Regions from separate parts of the Zea mays genome. Here all the other regions are linked to region 3. Evidence: chromatin contacts called from public Hi-C data. All regions are on one chromosome and are shown on one strand. Each heading gives the region's core, a stretch centred on a gene start, on an enhancer-like site or on the middle of the called end of the contact. The rest is flanking DNA. Distances are from core to core; before and after follow the strand shown. Region 1 holds the start of LOC100281370 (WRKY DNA binding domain containing protein). Region 2 holds the start of LOC103651067 (probable inactive serine/threonine-protein kinase scy1). Region 3 holds the start of LOC103651065 (probable WRKY transcription factor 64).

Evidence for each region. A called contact is a pair of places that touch in the nucleus more often than the background predicts.
Region 1: a Hi-C map of leaf shows a contact between it and region 3, with 5 times the contacts expected there. The contact joins the promoter of LOC100281370 here to the promoter of LOC103651065 in region 3. A contact is called at or near these places in 3 of 25 Hi-C or Micro-C datasets (endosperm, leaf and tassel).
Region 2: a Hi-C map of leaf shows a contact between it and region 3, with 5 times the contacts expected there. The contact joins the promoter of LOC103651067 here to the promoter of LOC103651065 in region 3. A contact is called at or near these places in 5 of 25 Hi-C or Micro-C datasets (bundle sheath, endosperm and leaf).

The regions. Positions count from the first base shown.
Region 1 is chr3:190,001,667-190,006,101 of Zm-B73-REFERENCE-NAM-5.0, reverse strand. LOC100281370 (WRKY DNA binding domain containing protein) reads right to left here and starts at 1,895. Exons shown (of 3, transcript NM_001154288.2): 1 at 1,389-1,895; 2 at 1,135-1,221. The coding sequence starts at 1,723.
Region 2 is chr3:190,376,802-190,381,592 of Zm-B73-REFERENCE-NAM-5.0, reverse strand. LOC103651067 (probable inactive serine/threonine-protein kinase scy1) reads right to left here and starts at 2,511. Exons shown (of 21, transcript XM_008676662.3): 1 at 2,157-2,511; 2 at 909-1,007. The coding sequence starts at 2,282.
Region 3 is chr3:190,204,215-190,208,540 of Zm-B73-REFERENCE-NAM-5.0, reverse strand. It overlaps LOC103651065 (probable WRKY transcription factor 64), which reads left to right and starts at 3,035. Exons shown (of 4, transcript XM_020550430.1): 1 at 3,035-4,233.

The DNA.
Region 1 (4,435 bases), core at 646-3,145, 200 kb after region 3:
AATAATACAGGAAACCATCGCGTCCGGCGTCACACATGTGACGCAAGAAAAGATGCCTACACGTCCCGGCCCTTAATTACCCAGGTCTAAGCTACTACACGAGAAGTACACCACCAGGAGATAGATGTGACAAAAAGCTGGTCAAGAAAACAAATGCAGAGAGAGAGAGAGAGAGAAAAGCGTGCAGTACTGTAGCTAGTTTACTTGGAAGATAAACATGCGTCAACGTCAGAATGATCTCTAATCAACAGCTAGCTTTTGCTCGAGCAGAGGCAGGCCTAATCAAACTTTAGATGTGGGGCTGTGGGCGATCCGTTCTGCTGGCCGCTCCAGAATCTTTTAAATAAAGGCGAACACGGCCGTGCGCGTCAACTCAAGCGCGGCCTGCTTTTACGCTTGTCTCTTGTGTTCGCGCTGTGCCACGCAGCGTCGCTATTCAAGACAACATCCCCATCCAATTCTATTCCCGTCCATTCAGAGGAACGCCGTTGCTAGCACGCTGCCTAGCTAGCTAGATGCGTCACGCTCACAAAACTTGCCCTTGTTTGCAGCAACAGGGCAATCTTACCCTTTTCTTCTATATATAGCGGCCGCGTGCTGAATTATTGGAGGAGTAGGGTTAGTTATTTAGGTTACACTAGTTTGGTACCTATGGCAGGTCGTTACACTAGTTTGGTACTACTAGTGTGTGTATATATATATATATATATATATATATATATATATATATATATATATATATATATATATATATATATATATATATATATATATATATATATATATATATATATATATATATATATATATATATATATATATATATATAAAAGAACAGACACAGTGTATATATTACATCATCCTTCAGAAATACAGTAGATTCTCCTTAATTTATACAAAGTCAAACCATCCTGAAAACAAATCTATTTCATAATTGGTCTCTTTGATATCATCATAGAAATTAATATTCTTCGTCAAATTCAATCAGATGATTTGAACTAGAACAGCTCAAGATACATGCATCCATTATATTTCATTCAGGACTAATGGGTATAGTTTTTTTTTTTTTTTGCTAAGGTAGCAAAGAAGTACTATATATGCTAATAAGTAGGAAGAGGGATATTATATATGGACCTCGGAAACGGCGACTTAGTGATCCTCTTCTGGCCGTACTTCCTCCACTGGTACCCGTCGCTGTGCGGCGAGGACGTCCTCCGTTGCCTGCGCCGAGCAAAGCATTGCGCACGCGAACGCGACAAGCAATAATATCAGGGCGCGATAATTTGTTTAGAACAAACTAAGCATCGCCCCACCCCCAACCGGTGGAGCTGGTCCATTTGTCTGTTGCGCAGGCAGGCAGGCAGGCGAGCAGCTAGCGGGCGACTCACTCTCTTGGGATGCTGTCGTCCCGGCCCCGTCGCGGGGCCAGGGCAGGCGCGGGCATTTCCATCGTCGGCGGCGGGGCGCGGGCGGGCGAGCTCATGATGGAGAGGCAGACGGTGAAGGCGCGGGACACCTCCTGCAGGATGAATGCCGCGGTGGCCTCGGCCTGGCCCTGCCCGCGCAGCGCGCGTAGGGCCTCGGCCCGCAGCTGCGCCGTCAGCTCGTGCCCCCGCGTCAGCTCGCGGATCACCGCCTCGTGCTCGTCCTCCGAGGCCGAGCTGCTGCTGCTGCCGCCGCTGCCGCCGCCGCCGCTCATGGCCAGGCGGGACTGCGTCTGCATGGCTGCGAGCCGGCGGGGCCGTGAGATCGAGTCCGTTGTGCAGCAGCAGCAGCCGGACTGGGCGAGTTCGTTGCTCTGTGCGGATCCGTGTCAGTTTTGTTTGTCGGTAAGGAATAATAAGCTAGGCAAAGCTGATTTGGATGGATGGAGTGGGGTTGGGCAGAACAGAAGTAGAGGAAGAGGCGTCCTGGCGGCTTTTATATAGAGGAGGGAAGAAGGCGAGGCCCGGGTAGCGCGGGAAGAAGTCTCGCGGCAGCTGCACAACTCAGAACGAGCTGGAGTGGTTTGGTGGCGGTAACAGCCAACAGGGGGCACGTTCCACTTCCATGGCTCACGCGGACTTGTGGACTCGGCAGGACCGTACAGCAAGTCGTTCTTAATTATTTGTGCTGCTCTCAGAAACTAGACATGGGATTCGAAAAATTGAATGATCACAAAATCTCAATTGATTCAATAGTTTTGCTAGAACATCAAACTAACTGTAAAAGAAAGCGTGCTTAGACTGTCTACAGCGAATCGTGTAAAATAGAAGATTTGTATTGTAGATGACATTGTTTATAAAGTGATATTTAAAATAGAGAATGAGAGGTGAGATCATCATTTAAATATCAATAAAACTTTTTAGGATATCGATGATGCCAGAGCCAGACATTAATGTATGCTTAAAAAATGTTATCCTTAATATCGACTAAAAACTATAAATCATCTCTAATCTATTTCTTTTCTTCATTCTGCACGAGTGCTAACTCTCTATTGAAACAAAAGCGACATTAGGTGTTCATAAAGGCAACGGTACGGTTTTCATCATATTTTTTTTTTGTCTAACCACCTACAATTATACAATCATGAGATGTAACATGAGAAAAAACAGAATAGGAACGAAGATGTATTTTATTTTAAATTGGACCTTCTTTAACTTAGTTGAGAAGTCTTTTAGGTATAGTCTCCACAATTAGTACGAGTAATGAGGAGTACTGACTCTTGTGCACCTTTTTTCCTTTTTTGCCGGGGGGAGTTGATTTGCTATTTTGCCACTCTCTGTTATTATATCATCTCATGCCTATGATTAGTGGGCCCAATAATGACATACTGACGAAGCCCACAAATAATAATAGCATAATTGTCAATGAATGCGTTTTCCATGGTCCATTGCTCGATGTTAAGATTAATCATTTATATTGAGATAATCATTAAAAATAAAACTAACAGTTGATTACCAGGCTTGCTAGTCAATAAAAAGAGCAAATGAGCCTTTGACTACTTAATTGTTTCCCCCCCCCCCCCCCCCAAAAAAAATATAAAAGGGAAGGGGAACAGAAGAATTAACCTTGTTGCCTTGTTTGTTCTTCTTAGGCCAACTACAGTAGTTCACTAAAAGTTTACCTATAAGCACAGTTTTGTACTATTCTGCATTGTAGATTGTACTGTTTGTATAGTGGAGTTTGAATATGAGTACGGGTATGGATAAGTTGATGGAGATAGTCTTACGAAATTGTGACAGATTCCAACAGAGAAAACTAGGTGATTTTTATGCCATGCAAAAAAAACATATGTTTATATATTTTATCTCACTTCAAATTAGGTGAATACCTACCATATACCATCGCTCCCTTCGGCATCGATCTCACCACCCAGCATTGATTACATCATTGTCTCTGTGCCATCCATGCACCAATTAGCCCAATTGTTGTATTTATTTGACCACTTAATGAATTACTGGATCAACCTACATCCAACTACCAATTATATGGTACGTGCAGTTTGCTCTACCTCAGACGGTTCCACTAGTCGTAGACTCGAAATGACACGAGGATTTAATGATGCACGAGCCACCTCACGAGAGACGATGACACGAGGATTGGAATTATGGTTTTTCAAACGGTATATGAAATGCATCTATGCAGGTTACATAAATCATACATTTATAGTTTGGCTCTAATCCGTACCGTACCGGTTTGTACATTGTTTTTCTCTCTATGAATTACAGATGCAGCCGTCCAAACAACTGACTTTTATCCGAAACGAACATGCTAACAACAAGTCAGCAACGAAAGACTAAGGCCTTATTTAGATACTCTAGTATTCACCTCACGTGGATTGGGGAGTACTCAAACAAAGACTGAAGGGGAAAAAGAAACGTGGTGCAATATAGCTTAACAAAAGTACTAGGGGGTGATAATGGGCTCTAAATTTTACACTATAAGATTGAATAATCAGATCAAAATAAGATCAGACCTTATTTTTATTTATTTTTAAACTAAAATTTATTTAAGACACTACTATTTTATGAAAAAACATTTAAATTGTGATCCATTGACACCCCTAGCTTACCTTGTCCAACGACAGTACAGGACTATAAGCCACAGTGTGGTGTGTGGTAGTCTCTCTGATCGGCGGATGACTCGATTATTCCGGTCTTTTTTCTTCAAGGAATGTTGACAACTTCAAGTTCTACACATGGATACTGAACGTCATCTTTGCTCCTCACAGGCTGCTAGCTGCTGAGACACAAATTTGTAGTTTAGCCACCAATCCTTCTCAGTTCTACTCCATTTCTAATTAAACCCTGATCTAACCGTAATCCCAGGACCATTCGATGAACCCCGGCCCGTCGTCGAACCCCACCAGTCGACCGTACGTGATACACGTGTGCGACCGAAAAGGCGAGTAGCTGTGATGCATGCAGGACCAGTCACTCGGCCGATCTCTCTG
Region 2 (4,791 bases), core at 1,262-3,761, 170 kb before region 3:
CATCACCTTCTCCATGGGCAACGCCAATAGGGGAAGCCACGGCTCAACCATCACCATCTCCATCGATGGTGGACTTGTGGGCCAACATAAGGGCTGATCTCGCGAAGATGCAAGCCTCGCTCCTGGTGGTTGAGCAGGGGCTGCTGCAAATCAAGGCAGCGATGCAACGTGAGTGGCAGTTGGCGTTGGCCGCATTGCGCCAGACGTTCGTGGTTGTGGGTCTGCATGTTGTTGCTCGTGGCTTCCTTGCACGATGGAGAGTGCAGAAGATGCGCAAGCAGGAGCAGGAACACCTAGCGTGTGTTGGAACTCAGCCACTGCAACGTCACCTTCGCTGGTCATTGAGGCCTTCGTTGGACCGGTGTCATCGCGTATCTTGGTGTCATCTTCTTCCTCCACAGTGCCGAACTTAGATCAGATCGGAATAATTGGTTTGTTGGGCAAAAGATAAGGATTGGATCAGATTAGTTAGAGAAGAGAAAGGATTAGATCAGATTTGGTTGATAAGGATTGGATCAGATTAGTTAAAGAAGAGATAAGGATTAGATCAGATTTGGTTAGTTGGAAAAAGATAAGTCGGTCGTCTTTATAAAAGGGACACTATTGTATCAGTTAAGGGTAAGCAAGAGTTAGAAGGCTTAAAAGCAAGTCTTCTTGCCCGGCCGTGGGTAGAGGCCCCCGGCCGGCGTTCCTCTACAACTCCCTATCCAATTCCCCAATCCCATCGCAGTCCATAACAATTTCATCTTCTTTTTTGGCACTTTGCCTTCTAGTTTGGCCTATATGTTTTTATGACGTTGTCTAGATTTTCTGAAAGAAGGCTTTGTACACTGCTCCTCAAGTCTAAAAGGTACAGCACTATTGAATATTGGTAATCAGAAACCCAGTGACTGAAGTTGTTAGCTTACCGTTCGTAATCTCTTAACACCATTACGGCCAGCAACCATGTGTCTGTCCTGAGGGTTGCTCCCTGACAGAGAAAAAATTGACACAGGTGACCCATCATCCTGTCGAAGACAAGGCAACAAACAATGTTGGCAATGACATACAAAAAAACTCAGACAAAATAATCATTTGGTGGGAAAAAATGATAAACTGCTTAAGAAATCAAAATTGCATACGAAAATTCAGTATTAATGGTAAACCTATGATGAATAATAAACTCCATTGACAGTGCGCAATATCAGTGACAAAAACTTGAGTGGTAATATGACATATGTTCGCTAAACTTCTGTGTATTCAACAATATATTAGGAATTACTAGTTTTGCAAGTCATCCAAGCAGGGGCGGACCCAAGTAGGGCCGAGTGAGGGCACAGGCCCCCGCTCATTTCTTTGTTCTAAGTACTAGAGTCTAAATTTTCACCATGAGGTCCCCTGCTCAGTCCAATTTAAATGTCACTGCTCTAGTATTTTGGTGCTCGTCCTTACAAGTATGCCCTCAGTCATATTTTGTCATAGGTCCACCCCTGCATCCAAGATTTGATTATTTGCTTTTATCGTCTCCTCAGCCTACAGCTGACGTGATGTAATAGTGAGATAAGATGTGTGCACAGTCAAACAAGCAGTCGAAGTTTAAATAACTGAACATAAATATATCACACAAAGTTGGATGTATGGTGAATGCAACATAAGAGCTAGTAGCAGTAACATCCTTAATATACTTTGACTCTCACCAAGTTGGGTGGCATGGCACTGTAAATGAGCTCCATAGTCAAACAAACATATCGTGGTTTAAATAACTGCACACAACTACGTATATCACACAAAATCTAAAGTACAACCAAATACCTTCATTGGCATAACCAGACTAGCCTCGAATCAAATCTACAATGAATCCAGCAATTATGCTTCTAAAGGCTACAACAGTTAGCAATAGTCCAACATAGTCACACCTACCCCTAAAACAGCATTCGAGTTCTCAAAATGCTACAGAACGCACACCCACAAAATCAAGGGCATATGCAGCCACATAGCACATGAACCACACAGCAAAGTGCACGCCAAGCATACCATTCACAGCTCGTTCCTCCCCAAATTCGACAAGCGGAACCAGTTCTGCCGAACCGCGCCAGTCGACGAAGCAAAACAACGACACATCCAAGGGGGGGTCTGATCGATCGGGTGGGAAGGGGTGAAATGATGCGGAAGCGTACCTTGGAGGTACCGCGGTGGTGTGTCCATGAACCCCAGGCGGATGCGTATGTCTCACCAATGGTGTAGGGGAAGTCCTTGAGCCCCGATCCGGATCCCGCGACCACCTCCTTGAGAAACTTAAACATTTTCCACTACGCCTCCTGTGCTCGATCCCCCGTCAAATTTGGTGCAGCGCTTCGTCCGCCTTGACTGCCTCCTAGCTTCGTCGGGTGACCAGCGCGCCGACGCGGCGAGATAGATCCGGGGAGGTGAAATGTATCGTCGAGGGGAGAGGGTGAGCCGGTGAGGGGAGAAGGGGAGAGAAAGGGCCCACCTGGAAGAGAGCGCACAAATATTTTTTCAGATCTTTATCTACCGTCGCATCATTTATCGTCTACCCTTATCTATAGTCACTTCGGTGCATAATCTTTATCGTATCGACAGCTACTACTATATAAGTAGTCTCTAGATGCAAACATGCAAGTAAATCTTCTGATTCGTTAAATCATGATCCAAATATAACGGTAGTTTATTAGTTGTTTTTTAATAAAGCTACTCGAACTCGTGGTGGAAAGGTTTAAGTGTTAGGTGTCGTTTGGTTCATATATTGGTAACATAATGAGTAATCGATAATGTTATATTATGTTTATTTAAGTCCAACCGTAATCGATACTACACTAAAAATAAATAACGGCTTATTCAAACTTGTTACGCTGGTACTCGAATGTGAATCATTACCATTATCATTTACGTTACGTTTCGTGAACCAAACTACACCTTAAATACGACATATGACTAGATCATGATTAGACAAATCAAGAGGCTCGCTTGCAACTAGAGTTTGGATGCATAGCAGTTATTTTCATCTTTATCGTCCCATCGGTTTTTCTTTTACAGACTTTTAGCTAAAATAAAAAAGGACATCTTTTATTGTAATAAAAAAATATTTGATGCTCAACAGTGGGAAACATCAGTCTGTTGAAAAGGATAAGAAAGAAGCATATGATGGATAGTTCATCATTACCATTGACGAGTCTATCATGTTGCTTCACTATGTCAAACTCATCCTTGGAAAATTTCTAGATCATGTCTCAACTTTACAGCAATATTGTAAGTGCAATCAACCCTAATTAAGAGATTTGATGATTAATGGCGAAACAAATAAATTTTATAACAAGTTTGCTCCTAGTATATGTTCAGTTATTGTAAAGACAGAAGGTGTATCAACTCTAATAAGTAAGCGAAAAAGGAATGCGTCAAGGACAATGTATATACATCGTTCGGCTCCTTGATGTGATTCCATGCGACAATCCCGTAAAATTTTATATTTCTTGAGTCATAGAATTCACCATTCTTGTAAGAGAAATTTGTCAAGGTAAATGTGTTTGCAAAAGCTCAAGTATCTCACTTTCAAAAGCTATTTCAAAAAGACAAACTCTTTGGACACTCTGCGAGTTCAACTAGAGTGAGGTTTTGGGGTTAGAGAACCTCCCTATCCTCAGGGGCAGTTCAACCTGTTTTGAGTAGAGGAGCTCTGTTGGGGTCGTGCTTCGGTGCGCCGAAGGTCTCACACGAAGAAGCAGCTTCGGCTGAAGCCGTCTCCAAGAGATGGCCGAAGGTCCCTTTTCATGGAGCTTCGGCGTTTTAAACCGACATAGAGATAGAATGACCTTTTTATACATATAGGTCTGAGTCAATGCTATAAACTTTCGCAAGGGGCATAATTGTAATTTGTCACAGGCTGCGACCTGTGCCTATAAATAGATGAACAGTACCTCTGTACTATTCACGTGAACCTGTCATTTGCTTTCGCATCACGCTTGTACTTTTGTCTTCCGCAGGACCGAAGGTACATTTGTAATTCAAAGTCATTTATATTTATTAATACAAGTAGAGATAACTCTATGACAATATTTAAATGTTTACTTCATATTTTATAATCTATGTGAATGCTTCATTCTTCGTTGTTATGCTTACGAAGGTATATCCTTCGTAACCTTCGTCCGAGATGCTTTATATCCCGAAGGGATATATCGTTATGGAGGACGAAGGACCTTAACACTTAACATTTTTTGTGTTGCCTTGTTCTTAATTCTTAGCATTTGAGAACAAGTCTCCAACATTGGCGCCCACCTCCGGTCAACTCACTTCCACCTTTCTGAGCTGATGGCTTCGTTCAACACTCAAGCTGGAGCTGCTTCGGCTTCGAAGCTGGTGCTCCCGATAACAGGCGGTTCTTGTTCAGAGCCAGCTAACAAAAAGCAGAAGAAGGAGGCTCAGAGAAGGGTGCAGCATGTTGGAGTGCAGGGACCATTCATTAAGTCAAAATGGTCTCACATTCCAATTACTTTCTCTCAGGAAGATCTTCAGCTCAAGGACTATCCTCACAATGATGCTATGGTCATTTCTTGTGTGATCAAAGGGTTTCTGGTTCACAATGTCCTAGTTGACACAGGCAGTGCAGCTGACATTATATTTGCCAAAGCCTTCAGACAGATGCAAGAGCCTGAAGACAAGATTCATGATGCTACGCACCCTCTTTGTGGCTTCGGAGGGCGGCAGATTGTGGCACTCGGGAAGATTACCATGCCGGTAACCTTCGGATTTGTTAATAACACAAGGACTGAGCAAATTGTGTTTGATATTGTTGACATG
Region 3 (4,326 bases), core at 1,786-4,285:
AACCTTTCCCTCTCTCAATTGGTCACTTAGACCGGTTGAGTGCTTCTTCTTAATCACACGGGCCACTAAGACCCCGCAAGCATCACCACACAATTAGGTGTCTCTTGCTAGCTTTACAAAGCACTTAGAAGGAACAGAGTGAGAAGAAGAAAGCAATCCAAGCAACAAGAGCAACAAAAGAAACACAAATGATCCTCTCTCAAGTCACTAAGCACTTGAGTTGATTTTGGAACTTGGAGAGGATTTGATCCTTTGATTGTGTCTTGTAATGTATGTCTTTGCTCTAGTATTTGAATGTGAAGGTCTGAAAACTGGGATGACTTGAATGGTGGTTATTGGGGGTATTTATAGCCCAACCACTATTCCAGCTGTTGTTGTCGATGGGCATACCGGACAGTTCGGTGGTGCACCGGACATGACACTGTTCACTGTCCGGTGCGTGCCACGTCAGCCGACCATTGGGGTTTGGAGCAGTTGATCGTTGAAGTCCTTTGTCCTATTGAGCACCGGACAGTCCGGTGCGTTCTGACTTCTGCACTATTCACTGTTCCTTCGTCAGCGCTGTCGACCGTTGGGCGAAGTTGACCGTTGCTCCGTTGGCTCACTGGACAGTCCGGTGATTTTTAGTGCAGTGGCTCTGGGAAAACCCGAGAGTGGCCAGTTCGCGAGGTGCCTCGGCTTGGGCATCGGACAGTGTCCGGTGCACCACTGGCTGCACCAATACTTGTTTTTGCTCTAAACTTTGTAGAGTTACCCAACCCACTTCCTTTGTTGGTTTATGTTGAACTTTATGCACATGAGATAAATGACAATTAGACAAACTAGTTAGTCCACGTGGTTTTTGATAGACGTGAAACACTAAAATCGAGTATAGGAAATGTTTAAGCCTATTTCACTTTCAGGTACCGAATAGTTGTCGGATAGTTCGTCCCAATGATATTAATTTCCCAACCATGCAACAGACACATAAATTAAGCAATACATAATCATGTATATGATAGATCAAATGTAGGAAATGAAATCGATAAAATTGACATCATGCAGTTCAAAGTTACTAATCACAAGAATATCGTGGAACCAACACCATAATATTAAAAATTCATAAAATATTCTAGTTTCACTAAAAATTGCAAATAAGTTACAAAAACTAATAAACATTTTATACGAAAATAACTAAAGTCCTCATATGAAAATGATAAAGTAAAGTACTGATTATGTTGAAACTTTGATACTTATAGTGATTTCACATGTAACTCATACAAACAAGTGAAAGTAAAATGGAAGAAACGCGGACATCTTATAGATCTTATGATCCAAACATTTTTATGATTTTATATGGACATATGTTGTGCGTCTGTAAAAATTCACAATTTTATATAGCGTTTCTAGGTCCCTAATGCATGATAGTGCACGCGATTGAGTATTCCGCTGCAGCTCGTTTCTGTCATCGCGTTACGCTATAGGCATATAATGTGGGTGATAGAGTGCCCAATGCGGGCATCATGATGTGGTGTGGTGACTGCGATGTACTTGTGGGGCAAATATTTTAGGATTTGACTTGGGTTTACTTCTACACCGTGCCATTTTTTTTGCACTTTGGCCTTTTTTATGAAGAAATTTCACATTTAACACCTTGAGGAAAGTATTGCTAGTAAAATTTAAAGGGTCCTTTGGATTGCATGATTTTTTCCTGTTTCATGTGTTTTTCCTATAAAAATAAATTGATTACTGTAAAATTTCTGTATGATTACTCTAAAATTTCTGCAATCCAAATGAGCACTAAATCTTTACGGAGTAATTAGTTTTATATGACATATGTTTAGTAGTTGACTTAGGTCCTATTTGGAGCTACTTCTATTAAACTTTAGCTCTAAAAAATTTAATCATAGATTTTTAGCTTACTTTTGAGCTTTAAAACTCTAATATAAGGTTGGTTAAAGTTATCTTTATAAAACTTAGGCGGTCTCCAGCGACTCCTCTAAATTTCATTTCCTAAAAAAATATTCTTTGTACTTTACAACACACTCTAAAAGATTTCGTTCTCTGTATCATCTCCATCTCCAACAATAGCCCCTAAATTCGTTCATCTACATGTACAGTGTCAACAAACTTCTAAAAACTATATTATTTTTCACGATATTGCATAAAATCCCAATTTTAATTTCTTATGCTTCTAAAAATAACATTATAGATTTTGTTTGGATCTAGTAATTATAAATCATACATGTTTAGAAATATTTTACTAGAACTTTTTAATATACATTTGTGCCTTTTTTGCATTAAGAAAAAACGTTCATGTACGTTGAAATTGGATTACGACGAGCTAGTTTGAAACATGCTGTTGTCTGTTGAGGGTCTAGATCTGGAAGATGGGCTCAGCAGCATGCGACACGAGGAAGTGAGTGGGTCCAGATGCACAACAGGATAGCGGGCGACGAATGAAACGCTGAATTCAGCGTGTATGATGCTCTGCACTAAATTTATTAGAGTAGATATAGGACCCTGCTGGATGGATACCGGAGGCTACGATGTACTATATGTAGTGGACAGACCGCTTTAGCGGCTGTTGCTGGAGGTAGCCTTATTTAGGGCGTGTTTGGTATGGCTCCAGAGTAAAACTTTGAGAAGGAGCTGGTCAGGGCATGCTAAACACTCTAACTCCAGAGTTGTAAACTCTATAGAGTTTTTGGAGCTACAGTACATTTTTTTGGAGTGCCTCTTTTGCTACTCTGAAAACTCCAAAAAAGCAACATAGTCATGAAGTTTGAAGTTATTTACCCGCCATTGCCACCTGTTATGAGAAACAATATAAACTCTGGATCAGAGCTGCTTCACCCGGAGTTTTAGAGTAGAGCTACTCTAGAGTGGAGTAGAGTCATATCAAACATACCCTTAGAACTCTAGCTATAAAGTCAGAGTTTTTAAGTTTGAATGAAAAATATAAATAGGCCCGTGATATACATTACAGCCCAGCAAAAAACAGTTTAAAACCCACAACTTCGTTAACGGCAGTCCGCACGCCTGTAGACAATCGCATAGCGCACTAACAGGAAAGGAAGTCCAACGATAAATGATTCAGCCTGCGTATAGCCCACGAAAACTTCCGACCGCGAAAAACGCGGGAGGGCACCCACGGCGGCGTCGATGGGAGGGCCTCCGGCGGACTGCACCGACGGGAGGGCCGAGGGCCTCCGCACGGCGATGCGGGAGGACCTTAGGAGGTGGTGGCCTCTCGGACACTCGCTGCGACGGAACGGAGAGGATCGTGCAAGGAGGTTTCAGGTTTGCTCATTGGCTGTCCAACCGTTTCTGCGAGCCCGAATCGTTCCATGTCTTTTGACCCAAACAGTCCGGCTTCATGATGAATCCTGGCTGCCTTATCTCCTGGTGCTGGGCCAATCCCGCAGGCGAAAGGTAGGCTGATTGAGAATATCGATTTTTAAAGAGCTAGGATGATCGCGATCTGTTCGCTTGTTTTTAAGGTAGTACCGTACCACTTTCTACCATATTTTTGTCTCTATAGATTACTACGTTGCAGCAACTGGCTTTAATATGAAGCACGCTAGTTTTTATGGCGTATCAGGTAAAGCCAATAACATCTAAGTTAATTTGCATACATACATATGGCGCGAAGTGCACGTCAGGCAACCATTCGTAAGACTTTAAGATAATTCTCAACAGATGTTTACGAGTGTAATAACGACAGAGAAGTGACTAATGGTGCGTGCTTATAAACTATTCTGCAACGCTTGAGTGCGCTGGTCTTACTTATGGGCCATGGTCCAAATCAGCTCACTTCGAGAAGATTTCCGCGTTTTCCTTTTTCAAAAGGATAGAATCACTTTTCGTATCATGGCCTGTGCCGTGACTAAATGACCTCATATGAACACACATGTGAATTGTGCTGGTTTTCTAAAGTGGTCTTCATTACTGTGATACGGTCATACGGAATTTTATTCCATAAGTATTCCAACTGTCGGTTTGCCACTTGTTTTAGATAATTAACGGGCAGGGCACGATGAAGTCTATGGTGCTGTGGTTGAGTAGTTGCAGTCTGGAGTACAGTGTTATACATTAACGAAAGTGGCATTGCAACGAATTCAGATCCTACTTCTGCAGACCAATTTTCAGAAAAGTTATCTGAAGGCATGATCAGGGGAGGGACCTTTTGGACTACGAAGCTAGTGACTGTCCCATACTAGTGCACCATGGTGCTCACATCATCTGAAACATGTAAGAATCCTGTCACCCTCGTCCCTCTTTTACATTCCAAATATTTTAGATGGGAAAGTATAATTTATCATTCAGATTGATGATGCTCACACA